Linked DNA regions of Pan troglodytes: region 1 is linked to region 2. Evidence: chromatin contacts called from public Hi-C data. All regions are on one chromosome and are shown on one strand. Each heading gives the region's core, a stretch centred on a gene start, on an enhancer-like site or on the middle of the called end of the contact. The rest is flanking DNA. Distances are from core to core; before and after follow the strand shown.

The links. Hi-C and Micro-C count contacts between places; a contact is called where the count stands out from the background.
Region 1: a Hi-C map of stem cell-derived neural progenitor cells shows a contact between it and region 2, with 4 times the contacts expected there. The contact joins the promoter of ADCY9 here to the promoter of CREBBP in region 2. A contact is called at or near these places in 1 of 7 Hi-C or Micro-C datasets (stem cell-derived neural progenitor cells) and 1 of 1 datasets of contacts at active chromatin or transcription factors (stem cell-derived excitatory neurons).

What each region holds. Positions count from the first base shown.
Region 1 is chr18:6,757,030-6,764,003 of NHGRI_mPanTro3-v2.0_pri, reverse strand. ADCY9 (adenylate cyclase 9) reads left to right here and starts at 1,629. Exons shown (of 11, transcript XM_016929306.4): 1 at 1,629-1,762; 2 at 1,967-3,702. The coding sequence starts at 2,010.
Region 2 is chr18:6,526,490-6,533,206 of NHGRI_mPanTro3-v2.0_pri, reverse strand. CREBBP (CREB binding protein) reads left to right here and starts at 4,443. Exons shown (of 31, transcript XM_523285.8): 1 at 4,443-4,761. The coding sequence starts at 4,677.

The sequences.
Region 1 (6,974 bases), core at 380-2,879, 230 kb before region 2:
AATCATACGCTATGTGGCCTTTTGTGTTTAGCTTCTTTCACTAGCATAACGTTTCCCGGGTTCCTCCACACTGCAGCATGCATCGGTGCTCCATTCCTTTTTGTAGCCGAGTAATATTCCATTGCATGGACAGATCACATTTTACTTTTATTTTCTAATTCAACAGGGGCGCTGGGCCTGGGAGGCGAGGGAGGGGATGGAAGAGAGCCCCGTGACTGGCAGGAGGCACTGTGGAGTGTGGGGAGAAGGGGTCGGGATCTGCATGCTAGAGAGAATAGGATTTTATTTACACGTGGCAATGTTTATGGAGGCCAATGCACAACTGCCATTATAGGACGCGGACTCCTTTGAAAGTCTCATTTGTGTAAAAGGAAAAGCAATAGTTCATGAGGAGGATGAGAAGGGCTCAAGGACAGCAAGGTAAACTACCCCTGGGGCGGGGGAACGTGGTCGTCGGTGGGCCCAGCTTTGGAGGTTTGGCCCGCGAAGGTCGCCCCGTGAGCAGGTCCAGGGCAGGCCGAGTGCCCCGGGGCCCGCATTCATTGCTTACAGAGCAAGGGGAGCCTCCCGGGAGGGAAATCCAACGGTTGGAAACTTCGATTTATCCCAAAGGCGTGCCGAGTGGGAAGGCAACATTTTGATTTCTCAAACGTTGCGGCCAGCGGCTCCTTCCACGGCAGGCGCCTTCAGGTCTCTCCGCAGGGTCGGGACCCCGGGCGGCGCGCGGCCTCTGGGGCGCCGAGAGAGGCCGGGCCCACAGCGCCCGGAGCGCGGACAGTGGCCACAGCCCGCCGCCTAGAAGCGGCGCCGCCCGGGGCGGAGGGCGGAGCCGAGTGCGCGCCCCGCCCCGCCCCGCCCCGCAGCCCCAGCCCCAGCCTAGCGCGCGCACCAAGGCGGGGCGGCGCGCGGCCCGTGCGCGTGTCCGGGGCCAGGAGGCGGCGGCGGCGTGCGCGGGCCGCGCGTGCGCGCTGCGGCTGGGCGAGGGGCGGCGCGGGCGCGCGTCTGTCAGTGACAGCGGGCGGGGCGGGGGCCGGAGATGGTGGCGGCGGCAGCTCTTCCGACATGAGGCAGCGGCCGCGGGGGACACGGCGGCGGGCGCGGCGGCGGCCGCATCTCTAGCTCGGGGAGGCGGCCCCCGGCGTGGGCGCGGGCGGGCGGGCGTCCCGGCCGGCGTCGCGGGAGCCCGGCTCTGCGGCAGCGTCTGCACCGCCGCCCGGTGAGGGGCCCGCGTCCGTGGTTCCACGCGCTCGGTCCCGGGACAGCTGCGGCCGCGGCGGGAGCGGCGGCGCACTCGGGGGGAAGCAGGCCCCGCTAGACGGGCCGCGCCGACGGGCTCCGCACTCGCAGCCCGGGGCGCCCCCACCCCCAGCGCCCGCCGCCGCGGGCAGGGCCGGCCCGGAGCGCGGGGGGCGGCCGGGGAGCGCGGGCCGGGGGCGCCCGCCGAAGCTCGCTGCTCCGGGTCGGGGTCGGGGTCGGGGCCGGGGCCGGCCGCGCGCCGCCTTTGACGCATCGGAGCGCGGCTCCTGCAGGATGGAGGGCTCCGCGCCGCCAGCGGAGTTGTTTGTGCGCAGGCGGCTCGCGGGGCTGGGAGCGCTCAAGGTCTGAACTTCCCTCCGGAGCCGCAGCTGGAGGAGGCGAGCGCGCGAGGAGGAGAAGCCGCGCGGCGCGGAGGCCACCCTCGGGGCGAGAGGCGCGGAAGGCGAGCGAGCAAAGCGGTCCCGGAGCCACGCGGCCACGCGGCGGGGACCCCCGGGCGTTCTAGGTCCGTCCCGAGCGGTTCTCGTGCGCCTCGAAGGTGGGGGCGGTGGGGGCGGTGGGAGCACCGCTGAGCCGGGAACCACAGGAACAGATGGTGCCTGTCCAGGTCGCGTGCTGGAGCCGCCCCTTAGGACAGGAGCAGGTCCCGGGCCTCTAGGCGTGCGTGCCTAGGTGGGAGCGCCGCTAACTCTCCCCGTTTTGCTGGCAGGTACTGGTGACCCCGGCCGGGGCAGGCCCCGGGACTCGACAACATGGCTTCCCCGCCCCACCAGCAGCTGCTGCATCACCACAGCACCGAGGTGAGCTGCGACTCCAGCGGGGACAGCAACAGCGTGCGCGTCAAGATCAACCCCAAGCAGCTGTCCTCCAACAGCCACCCCAAGCACTGCAAATACAGCATCTCCTCTAGCTGCAGCAGCTCTGGGGACTCCGGGGGCGTCCCCCGGCGAGTGGGCGGCGGAGGCCGGCTGCGCAGGCAGAAGAAGCTGCCCCAGCTGTTCGAGAGGGCCTCCAGCCGCTGGTGGGACCCCAAGTTCGACTCGGTGAACCTGGAGGAGGCCTGCCTGGAGCGCTGCTTCCCGCAGACCCAGCGCCGGTTCCGATATGCGCTCTTCTACATCGGCTTCGCCTGCCTTCTGTGGAGCATCTATTTTGCGGTCCACATGAGATCCAGACTGATCGTCATGGTCGCCCCCGCGCTGTGCTTCCTCCTGGTGTGTGTGGGCTTCTTTCTGTTTACCTTCACCAAGCTGTACGCCCGGCATTACGCGTGGACCTCGCTGGCTCTCACCCTGCTGGTGTTCGCCCTGACCCTGGCTGCGCAGTTCCAGGTCTTGACGCCTGTCTCAGGACGCGGCGACAGCTCCAACCTTACGGCCACAGCCCGGCCCACAGATACTTGCTTATCTCAAGTGGGGAGCTTCTCCATGTGCATCGAAGTGCTCTTTTTGCTCTATACCGTCATGCACTTACCTTTGTACCTGAGCTTGTGTCTGGGGGTGGCCTACTCTGTCCTTTTCGAGACCTTTGGCTACCATTTCCGGGATGAAGCCTGCTTCCCCTCGCCCGGAGCCGGGGCCCTGCACTGGGAGCTGCTGAGCAGGGCGCTGCTCCACGGCTGCATCCACGCCATCGGGGTCCACCTGTTCGTCATGTCCCAGGTGAGGTCCAGGAGCACCTTCCTCAAGGTGGGGCAATCCATTATGCACGGGAAGGACCTGGAAGTGGAAAAAGCCCTCAAAGAGAGGATGATTCATTCCGTGATGCCAAGAATCATAGCCGATGACTTAATGAAGCAGGGAGATGAGGAGAGTGAGAATTCTGTCAAGAGGCATGCCACCTCGAGCCCCAAGAACAGGAAGAAAAAGTCTTCCATCCAAAAAGCTCCTATAGCCTTCCGCCCTTTTAAGATGCAGCAGATCGAAGAAGTCAGTATTTTATTTGCAGATATCGTGGGCTTCACCAAGATGAGTGCCAACAAGTCTGCCCACGCCCTGGTGGGTCTCCTGAACGATCTGTTCGGTCGCTTCGACCGCCTGTGTGAGGAGACCAAGTGTGAGAAAATCAGCACTCTGGGAGACTGTTACTACTGCGTGGCTGGCTGTCCCGAGCCCCGGGCCGACCATGCCTACTGCTGCATCGAGATGGGCCTGGGCATGATCAAGGCCATCGAGCAGTTCTGCCAGGAGAAGAAGGAGATGGTGAACATGAGAGTCGGGGTGCACACGGGCACCGTCCTTTGCGGCATCCTGGGCATGAGGAGGTTTAAATTTGACGTGTGGTCCAACGATGTGAACCTGGCCAATCTCATGGAGCAGCTGGGAGTGGCCGGCAAAGTTCACATTTCTGAGGCCACCGCAAAATACTTAGATGACCGGTACGAAATGGAAGATGGGAAAGTTATTGAACGGCTGGGCCAGAGCGTGGTTGCTGACCAGTTGAAAGGTATGTGCACTGCTTTACCTCGGCATCCCCCCTCCCTGATCCTGATTGTATTAAATTAAAAAAAAAAAAAACTTCCAGCCTCAGTGTCTGCAGACAGCTCAGGTATCTCAGAATGCCTTACCATGGGGGGATCTCAGGGTCAGTGTGACTTTTCTTTCAGCGGGTCAAATATCACAGATCTGTTCACACTGCAGAAAGGGACGCTGTGCAGAGATGACCTAGACGCGACCTTTAGAAGGAAGGAGAACTTTGAACGTGCATAACCACTGGTTGGCTGAAATGTGGGGGCACGTCCGGTGAATGTAAGGGTATGGAGCCCTTCAGCATTCAGCACTGTTTAGCACTTAAGGAAATTGCCTTTGCATTCATTTGGTCACCCTGAAGTCCCATCCAAATGTTTCTCTCTGCCCTTTTTGCGAAAACGTGGAGAATAAAACCTTTCTCCTCTCTAGGCCTCACTTTGCTTATCCTCAAAATAGGGATAGGAAGTCGGCGCAGTCCTGCAGGTCTCTGGAGAATTAGACGGAGTTACTTACCTCTGAGTACACACTGTCTTTTATCTAGGTCTTTTTTTTTTTAAAGTTTGCATTTTCAGCTTTCAGCCATCATTTGTTTAAGGATATTTTATTATCATAGTATTTGCCTTAAGTGAAGAGCTTCATATTGAGCTTCTCCAGCCACCAGGTGATTTGGAAGGGAGAAACGTACCTGCAGGAGAGCTGGTATTCCCCTCCCTCATCCTCTCAGGTTTGGATCTGGTGCCTGGTCCCTGGTTTGAAGCTCCTTACTGCTATTCTTGATGTTTTTACTGGGCTGCTTGTTTTTTCTAATATAGGACAAAAGTCTTTGAGATCTGGAAAATGATGTTAAAATAAGTAGGACGAAAAAGAAAGATTTTGAGTAATCTGCTACATTTCTTCCCCCACTTCCTCCTTTTTAAACAGTCCTTATGTTTTACTAAAATCTTCAGGATTGAGGGGAACATCTGTTGTGGAAGTATGTAGAGAAAATAACACTGATTTTTTTATAAGCCTGCTTTTGTGAAGCTGTATTGTATTTTGTGGTCCCCACACACTGCATACTTAAACAGTTAAAAGCCTCAGGAAAGGGAATCCTCGGAAGAAGTAATTAATAGTTCCAATCAGAGATGGCAGAAGTAATAGTTTCAATCAGAGACGGCAGAAGTAATAGTGTCAGTCAGAGACGTCCAGTGGTTGAGGCAGGGCCTGCATAGGTCGTTGGTGTGAGATCATCCTGTGTGTCCAGTTGGCATTCTCTTTCTCTGGCTTGTGATCTGAGCTCCTGTATCTTTTATGTATTTGTTCTCTGGCAAGGGAACATCATCTTTCTTCTGATTTTTCTTTATTTTACTAACTTTGCTGTTGAAGATTTTATGGATGTAGACGAAAGCTGTTTTCACCCGAGAATTCCCCTAACCTAGAGCACTTTAAGGACTATGTTGACGAGGTCAGAAACTACACTTTCTGTTCACTTGAAAGATGCTGCCGTGACGAGTGTCTTTCCGTTTAGGGCGGTGGCACTCGCTCTTGAGTCTGAAGGTGTCAGTGGACGGGGCTGTGGGTGTAACCCCCTGCTTGCCACCTTGGCATTTTTAGGGCCTAGGTGTTGCGAGCTCTGTCCTTGGAGACTGTGGGACAGTGGAGCTGGGCGGCAGTACGTTGAATTAAATATGTTGGCCCACAGGACAATGAGAACGTTTTGTAAGCTGTGCTTTGTATGCTGTATTACTCGAATTTCAGAAATGAAAAGGGTGTAATTATTAAATATGTTTGGAAATTGCCAAGTCATTGAATACCTATTTTGTGAATTTATGAGTAGTTTTATTTTTAAGTTTGTAGATCAGGGGTCTCAGACACAGAGCCAAAAAAAAAAAAATGCTAGAGTGGGTTTGTGTTTTTTTTTTTTAAACCTCAAATAGTGTAAATTTGGTAAATTAACTTTTCTTGTCATTTGTGTACATTGTATATTTATAAAAGTTTTAGTACTGTAGGGAGTAGGGAAGATAGAAGGCTTAGCTTAGCTGCTGATTTTTTAAAAGTGATATTCTTTCCTTTAGCTCTTTCTCTGAGACCACGATTTTGTTTTCTTGAGCTCATTTTACAAACCTTTGTGGATAGGACTCCAGGAATAGAGTATGTCTACACAACTTCCTGGCCCTTTTGGAAACTGTCCTTACAAAGCGAAATTGAGATGACAGCACGGTTTGTAGAAGACCCTTTCACACACATAGTTAAGCTTATCTACATGTAAGATCGATTTTAGCCTCTGCCTTTGGGCTGGTGGCAGATGTTTTCTCTATACAATATTGGGTATTACGGGAGGCTGAGGCAGGAGAATTGTTTGAACCCGGGAGGAGAAGGTTGTAGTGAGCCGAGGCTGCGCCACTGCACACCAGCCTGGGCGACAGAGCAACTCTGTCTTAAAAAACAACAACAACAAAAACAAAAAAACCCCCCAATACTGGGTGTATTAGCCTTTCCCTCTTACCCCCTTTTCTGATCCCAGGGTTAAAAAGCAGCCAGTAGCGGCCCTGCAGGAATGGGCATCCATAGGATGAGAAGGGGCTTCTAGAACTAGCCTGGGAGCACAGAAGGAAGCTCCTCTCATTCAAATTTATCTGAACAGGCTTTGCAGAAGGGTAGTTTCATGATTTCTGCACATTCCCTCACTCTGAAATCTGTGTCGTGCCCCTGGCACTGACTGTGCACCTGGCACTGTGGATGTGGAGCGGGATCCGTGATCGTGGAGCAGGATCCGTGATCGTGAGGTAGGAGGTGGGACTCGACTCCAGAGGCGGGGTTCAGATGCCAGACCGAATTGAGGACTAGCTGATACAGGGATGGGGCAGAAGCAGCGTTCTGCAAGGCACGCCCACCAGTGTGCCTTGTTAGTTTACTGTCGCCATGGCCACACCCGGAGTTACTGCCTCTTTCTATGGCCGTGACCTGACAACCCAAAAGCCACCACCCTTTTCCTAGAAATGTCTGCCTAAGCCTACCTTTACTCTACAGGAAATTAAAAGTAGGTATAAGGTAAGGCCGGGTGCAGTGGCTCATGCCTGTAATCCCAGCACTTTGGGAGGCCAAGGCGGGTGGATCACCTGTGGTCATGAGTTGGAGACCAGTGTGGCCAATATAGTGAAACCCCGTCTCTACTAAAAATACAAAAATTAGCCTGGTGTGGTGGTGCGCGCCTGTAATCCCAGGTGCTGGGGAGGCTGAGGCAGAAGAATCGCTTGAACCCAGGAGGTG
Region 2 (6,717 bases), core at 3,194-5,693:
CAAACCTGATGCTATCTTTTAATCTATTTAAGCCTAGAAAGGGACAATCAATATCAAATTGCAACAATTCCATTTCTTTTTCTTTTTTTTTTTTTTTTGAGACGAAGTTTCATTCTTGTTGCCCAGGCTGGAGTGCGATCTTGGCTCACTGCAACCTCCGCCTCCCGGGTTCAAGCAATTCTCCTGCCTCAGCCTCCCAAGTAGCTGGGATTACAGGTGCCCCCCTACCATGCCCAGCCATTTATTTATACTTTTAGTAGAGATAGGGTTTCACCATATTGGCCAGGCTGGTCTCGAACTCCTGACCTCAAGTGATCCACTCACCTTAGCCTCCCAAAGTGCTAGGATTACAGGCGTGAGCCGCCGCATCCGGCCAACAATTCCAATTCCATTTCTTTCTCTTTCGTTTCTTTTTCTTTTTCTTTTTTTTTAGACAGTATCTCACTGTTGCCCCAGACTGGACTGCAGTGGTTTGATCATAGCTCACTGCAGCCTCAACCTCCTGAGCTCCAGTGATCCTATTGCCTTGGTCTCCCAGGCAGCTGGGACTACAGGTGCACGCCACCATGCCCAGTTCATTTTTTAACATTTTGTTGTAGAGATGAGGGTCTCACTGTTGCCCAGGCTGGTCTCAAACTCCTGGGCTCTAGAGATCCTTCCACCTCGGCCTCCTAAAGTGCCGGGATTATAGGCATGAGCCATCATGCCCAGTCCTTTGATTGTTTTTTAATGTGGTATCTGAGACTGGAGAGGGTGAGGTTTGTGGAAAGAGCAGGAAGCCTTAGGTGTGCACCGGAGTGAAGGCCCTTCGTGGCTGGGTGGCTTGTCCTCCTTTGTGCCTTATTTCTTCATCTGTGAAATGAGGACAATTTTTCCTTCCAGGATTGTAGGAAGTGCTATCCATGGGAGGCATGGCAGAGCGGCCTGGTATCCCTAAGGCACTCACTTGTTGAAGGTGATCCCCAGCTAAGTGAGTGCAGGCAGGAGCCACGCTTCCCTCCTTGCTATTCCCCCATCAGTGTCTGAGCTCAGGGTTCTTTGAGTCAGACTGAAGGGAGAAGAAATCGAAAGGAAAGAAAAAACAGGTATCAGTGAATACCAGAATTGATCAAAATGATACAGGTGAGAACAATGAGACAGAAAAAGGGACTGCAGAGCCGGTATATTTTGAGGGTGGAACGTGGTGAGACAGGAAGACTAGGGTCTTTGGAGAGTGAGGACATGGGTTCCAGGCCCAGCCTTGCCATGTCCGGGTTATTTACTTCTGAGTCCTTGCGACTGAGTTCCCTTGCTTTCCTCTGTAAAATGGAAACCTGTCAGGGAATGGCTCAAGCTCCTGTGCCCACTTCTGTGTAAACCACTCACCAACGGACCCCTGGGGGGCTGCATGGTGTCTCCACTGCCCCAAGGCAGGCCCTAAGACCTCTAGGTGGCTGGACACCTTGTCCCGTTTGAAGAGTGGCCTGGAGCCACCTCAGGCTGGGGCCCACCCTTTTCAGTGGCCTGAAGGCCTCTAGGACTCAGAGCACCTGACACAGCTCATCACTCATTCAGTTTTACAAACCTACTTCTTCTTGCAGAGCACTGTTTATGTGACTAAGACACCATCTTTGCCCCGAAGGAGCTCACAGACCCTTGGTGAGATGGACACCCAGAGCATTCAGATACAGGGTGTGGCCTGCCCTGTGCCACTGATACACTTCTTGCCATTCCTGTGCAAACTGACTTCTTGAATACTTCCATTTATGGCTTCCAGGGTGTGCTATTTTAACTCCTTGAATATATGGGGATCTCTTTATGTTTGGCCAAGGGGATTAGCACAGTCTCGATACCCTTGGGATTCTCAAGAGCTATTTGATGCATAAGTAAAAACATGAACTAATTCGGGGGCAGTGGAGGTGGGGAAGATGGGGCAGGATGTGTTATGTGTTCTCTCACAGAGCCCAGAAGTGATATGGGAGCCGAGGAGTGGGCTAGGAGGGCTTCCTGGAGTAGGTGACATTTCAACTGGGTTCTGGAGGATGAGTTAGAATTTGCCAGGCATGTCATCTCAGCACAGGGACCAGCATTTGAAAAAAAAAAACAAAAAAAACCTGAATGATGTGAACTGCCTACTGGCCAAGTGGGTGTAGGATGATGATGGTGAAGTGAGCCATGTAAAGTAGAAGAGACAGATTCAAGAGCGGTATCACGGTCCAAGATTTTGAGCAGTACAGGTAAACACAGAAAAGCAGAACGATCACTCAATCTTGACACTCAAGGACAGTCACCATATGTACATACACCTATGTTTTTAAGAGAATTCATACGTGTTCTTTTTTAAAGAAAGACTATGTAGTGTTTTCTTTTTCTATGTCAGGGATTTTGTTTTGTTTTGTTTTGTTTTGTTTTTGAGACGGAGTTTCACTCTTGTCGCCCAGGATGGAGTGCAATGGCGAGATCCCGGCTTACTGGCCTCCGCAGTTCAAGTGATTCTCGCATCTCAGCCTCCCGAGTAGCTGGGATTACAGGCGCACGCCGCCACGCCCAGCTAATTTTTGTATTTTTGGTAGAGATGGGGTTTCACCATGTTGGCCAGGCTGGTCTTGAACTCCTGACCTCAGGTGATCTGCCACCGCGCCTGGCCAGGGAGTTGTTTTAAACAGATTTTCTCCCTCTCTTTTCGGGATGTTAACTCTGGTGCTGCGTGGGGAGAAACGTGGAGAGCAAAGAACACTTAAGTGAGTAGCTGCCACCATAGCCACCGGGACAGTGCGGGAGGAGCAGTCTCCCAGGTAAAGACCGTGGGTAGAGGGGCGCGTGGCGGGTGAGAGGGAGGAATCCGCGCTGACTCACGGGTTTCTGGCTTAGGAAACAGTGGAGCTGCTGATACCTTTATGAGGAAGCCGGGCAAGTTTGGAGGCGCAGATAACTAACTGGGATGGGAACACCTTGGGTATTCGTAGAAGTGTCCCGCGGGCTGTGGTCTCGCGTGGGGGACTCCCCAGGCCCGCACCCCTGTCTGGGGCACCTGCGAGGCGCCAGGCAAGTTGCCTGGGGCGGGGAGTGCGGCCTGGGCGTCCAGGCTTAAGCCCCGATGCGGGGGCCCTTCTCCGCCCAGGCCGGCCCTGGCCACCCCGCTCTCACAGGTGAGGGTGTCTGCCCTGCCGCCTTGGGATGCGAACAGGCGTGAGGCCCCCTCACTCCCTAGTGTCACGAGGTAGGGCGGGACCCGAATCCCGGCCCTGCCACTTCCTGCCTCGACCACTTTGGAGCAGTTGCTCGCCCCCCGCCTCAGTTTCCCCATCCGCCCACCTCGTCGGCAGGACCCAAGGGCGGTCTGTAACCTGCAGAGGCCATTCCACTTCCCTGGCCGGCGGCGAAGGCTAGTGGCGCGGCCTGGGCTGGGGTCGCCCCGACCGTTCCCGACCGACGCCACCTAGGAGGGTCTGGGGAAGGGACGCAAGGAGCTGGGAACACGCAGCGCCGCCCCAGCGGGACGGGCGGGCCCGGGCTGGCGTCGAATCCGCGCCCGAGAGCCCAGCCCGCGGCCAGGCCGCCGCTCCCGGAGCCCGCTGGGGCCTGGAGCCCCGGCCCTCTACGCCTGGTCGCCATCAGAACAAAAGCTGTGGCTCAGCCCGGAGCCCAGGCGCCCCGCAGGCCTGGCCCGCGCCCGGCCGCCCGCTTCCCTACGCTTGGCGGCCGCGCCTTCAGCCCTTCGGCCCGAGCACGCTCGGCTCTTTCCGCCACGGCCGGCGCAGGTGGAGGGGGCGGGGCGGGGGCCGTGCGTGGTGACGCCGCGGGGGGGTGACGCACCGGCGTGCCCCGCCCCCACCCCCTCCCCGTTCAGGCTCTGGAAAGAGAAGAAAAAAAACTTTCTTTTTTTTTTAATTGAGGAATCAACAGCCGCCATCTTGTCGCGGACCCGACCGGGGCTTCGAGCGCGATCTACTCGGCCCCGCCGGTCCCGGGCCCCACAACCGCCCGCGCACCCCGCTCCGCCCGGCCGGCCCGCTCCGCCCGGCCCTCGGCGCCCGCCCCGGCGGCCCCGCTCGCCTCTCTGCTCGGCCTCCCGGAGCCCGGCGGCGGCGGCGGCGGCAGCGGCGGCAGCGGCGGCGGCGGCGGAACGGGGGTGGGGGGGCCGCGGCGGCGGCGGCGACCCCGCTCGGCGCATTGTTTTTCCTCACGGCGGCGGCGGCGGCGGCGGCGGGCCGCGGGCGGGGAGCGGAGCCCGGAGCCCCCTCGTCGTCGGGCCGCGAGCGAATTCATTAAGTGGGGCGCGGGGGGGGAGCGAGGCGGCGGCGGCGGCACCATGTTCTCGGGGACTGCCTGAGCCGCCCGGCCGGGCGCCGTCGCTGCCAGCCGGGCCCGGGGGGGCGGCCGGGCCGCCGGGGCGCCCCCACCGCGGAGTGTCGCGCTCGGGAGGCGGGCAGGGGATGAGGGGGCCGCGGCCGGCGGCGGCGGCGGCGGCGGCCGGGGGCGGGCGGTGAGCGCTGCGGGGCGCTGTTGCTGTGGCTGAGATTTGGCCGCCGCCTCCCCCACCCGGCCTGCGCCCTCCCTCTCCCTCGGCGCCCGCCCGCCCGCTCGCGGCCCGCGCTCGCTCCTCTCCCTCGCAGCCGGTAGGGCCCCCGACCCCCGTCCGGGCCCTCGCCGGCCCGGCCGCCCGCGCCCGGGGCTGTTTTCGCGAGCAGGTGAAAATGGCTGAGAACTTGCTGGACGGACCGCCCAACCCCAAAAGAGCCAAACTCAGCTCGCCCGGTTTCTCGGCGAATGACAGCACAGGTGAGGAGGGGGTCCGGGGCGGCGGGGACCCGGGGCGCGCTGTCACCCCCACCTGAAAGAGAGCGTCCGGGGGTCGTGGTCGCGGATACCGATCGAGCCGGGAGCTCGGAGCAGGCCCCGCAGCCCGTTCCCCTCGCCCCGCGCGGGAGGGTGGAAGTTCGTCGCAGGACTTGTCACTGGGCCCGAGTTGGTCAGCACACGCCCGGTGCACTCGGCCTCCCCGCACCCGATCAGCCCTCCTCGCGGGGACCCTAGTGGCACTCCAGGAGGGAAGAAGTAAAGTGCAGCGTGTGGGTTTTTTTGGTAATGCCCTACGCATCCATCCGCGGCCGTGTCCACACGCGTGGCCGTCCAGAGGAATGACAGCGGAGGGTACCTTTGATGCTTAGAGAAAGCAAGATCGCGGCCAAAGGTAGGGCAGTGTGTTTTCTGGATTGGCGACACATTGACCAGGCTGCAGTCAGAGGACACTCACAGCAGCCGCCAGCTTGCGAGTTAGAACCGAAGTTTCTTGGAATGAGTGAGTTCCTTGGAAAGATGCTTAGTGCTTATTTTCAAAACTCCTTGTTTTGTGTGTGTGTGTGTGTGTGTGTGTGCGTGTGTGTTTTTAGTCAACTAGTCATTCCATTTTTCAAAACCCAAACTTCGTTAGCAAGATGTCATGAAAGTTGCTGTGGTGTGTTTCATTTCCATGTATAACTTCAAAAGAAAGTTAAACAGCAGATTTAAGTTCATTTGGGCTGCAATCTACATTTGAGTTTGTGTTGCTTTCACAGTGTAGATGTACAAAGAATTATGTTAAGGAATGTAGGAATTCCAATTTTTCAAAAAAATGTAGCAGGATACTGAATAAATCATCTTTTTGTTTGTTTGTTTCCTTTCATTAGACGGCTTCCCTGGAAACTTTCTTAAGTTATCATAGCTGCTTAAGAGAAGTATTTAGTTTTCTATTAATTCAGTAATTCTGGGTCCCACTGCGCTGGTTCATAGTAACATGAACTAGTTGTATTTCCTCTTTTAGAGCTCTCTCCTTTGCCGCAAAAACTTGTGTGCCGCTGCGAACAATTCCATCTCCAGCGCAGCTTGCATTTCTCCAGTAGTCTTGCAGTGGTAGCATCTGAAAATCAGTTTCTAATGAATGAGTCCAAATTGAATTACGTCGCTGCCTTCAGATTTGCACTAGACACAGCTGTTCAACTTGTGGAAATAGTTCTGTGACCGACCACTAGCATATTAAAAAAACTGCTATTGCTGTTGAAACAAAACTTGAATTTTGTGGCTTAAGTTTGAATACAATTCCTGGAATCAAGTTATGATAAGCGACGTTTAATATTAATGTAGAAGTGAAAAGCGATTTTTAAAGATTAAGGAGATTCTTATCTAGTTAAAATTTGTTAAACAGTGGGGAGGAGTAAATGATGCCCATGGTATATAAAAATCACAATAATGCTTTTCTTTTTAGCTGATAAAAGTTGAGTTTGACGTTAATCTTATAAAATGAACTTATTGAAGTGAGAAATTTGGAAACAATAGTTTAAATGCCGTTGTACTGCAAAACATCTCCGTTGCTTCATTAATCTTGCTGTGTTTGAGTAGTCTTCAGTTCTGTGAGACGTAGGTCATACGAGGCGAGTTCAGCTTTGAAGCTTGTCTTCTGAAACTGGTAACCTGGATGGCTTTGTAGCTTTGCTATTGTTGAATGAATTTGTTGTAGATTTTGTCTTAAAAAGGGGGACAATTAGTAACACAAGACTTAACAAAAAGGCATGTCCTTATATGTACATCCAGCTGTTTCCAAGATGGAGCCCAAAGGTTAGCTTTTTCCATAGTAGTGTCCATTATTGGATGATCAGATGCTTAATAAGTTGATCAGAAAGGATTTTCCACACTTAACCACCTTTTCCCCCTTCCTTCACAATTTTGATCCTTGTAAGGCACAGGGGCTCTTTCGTGGGA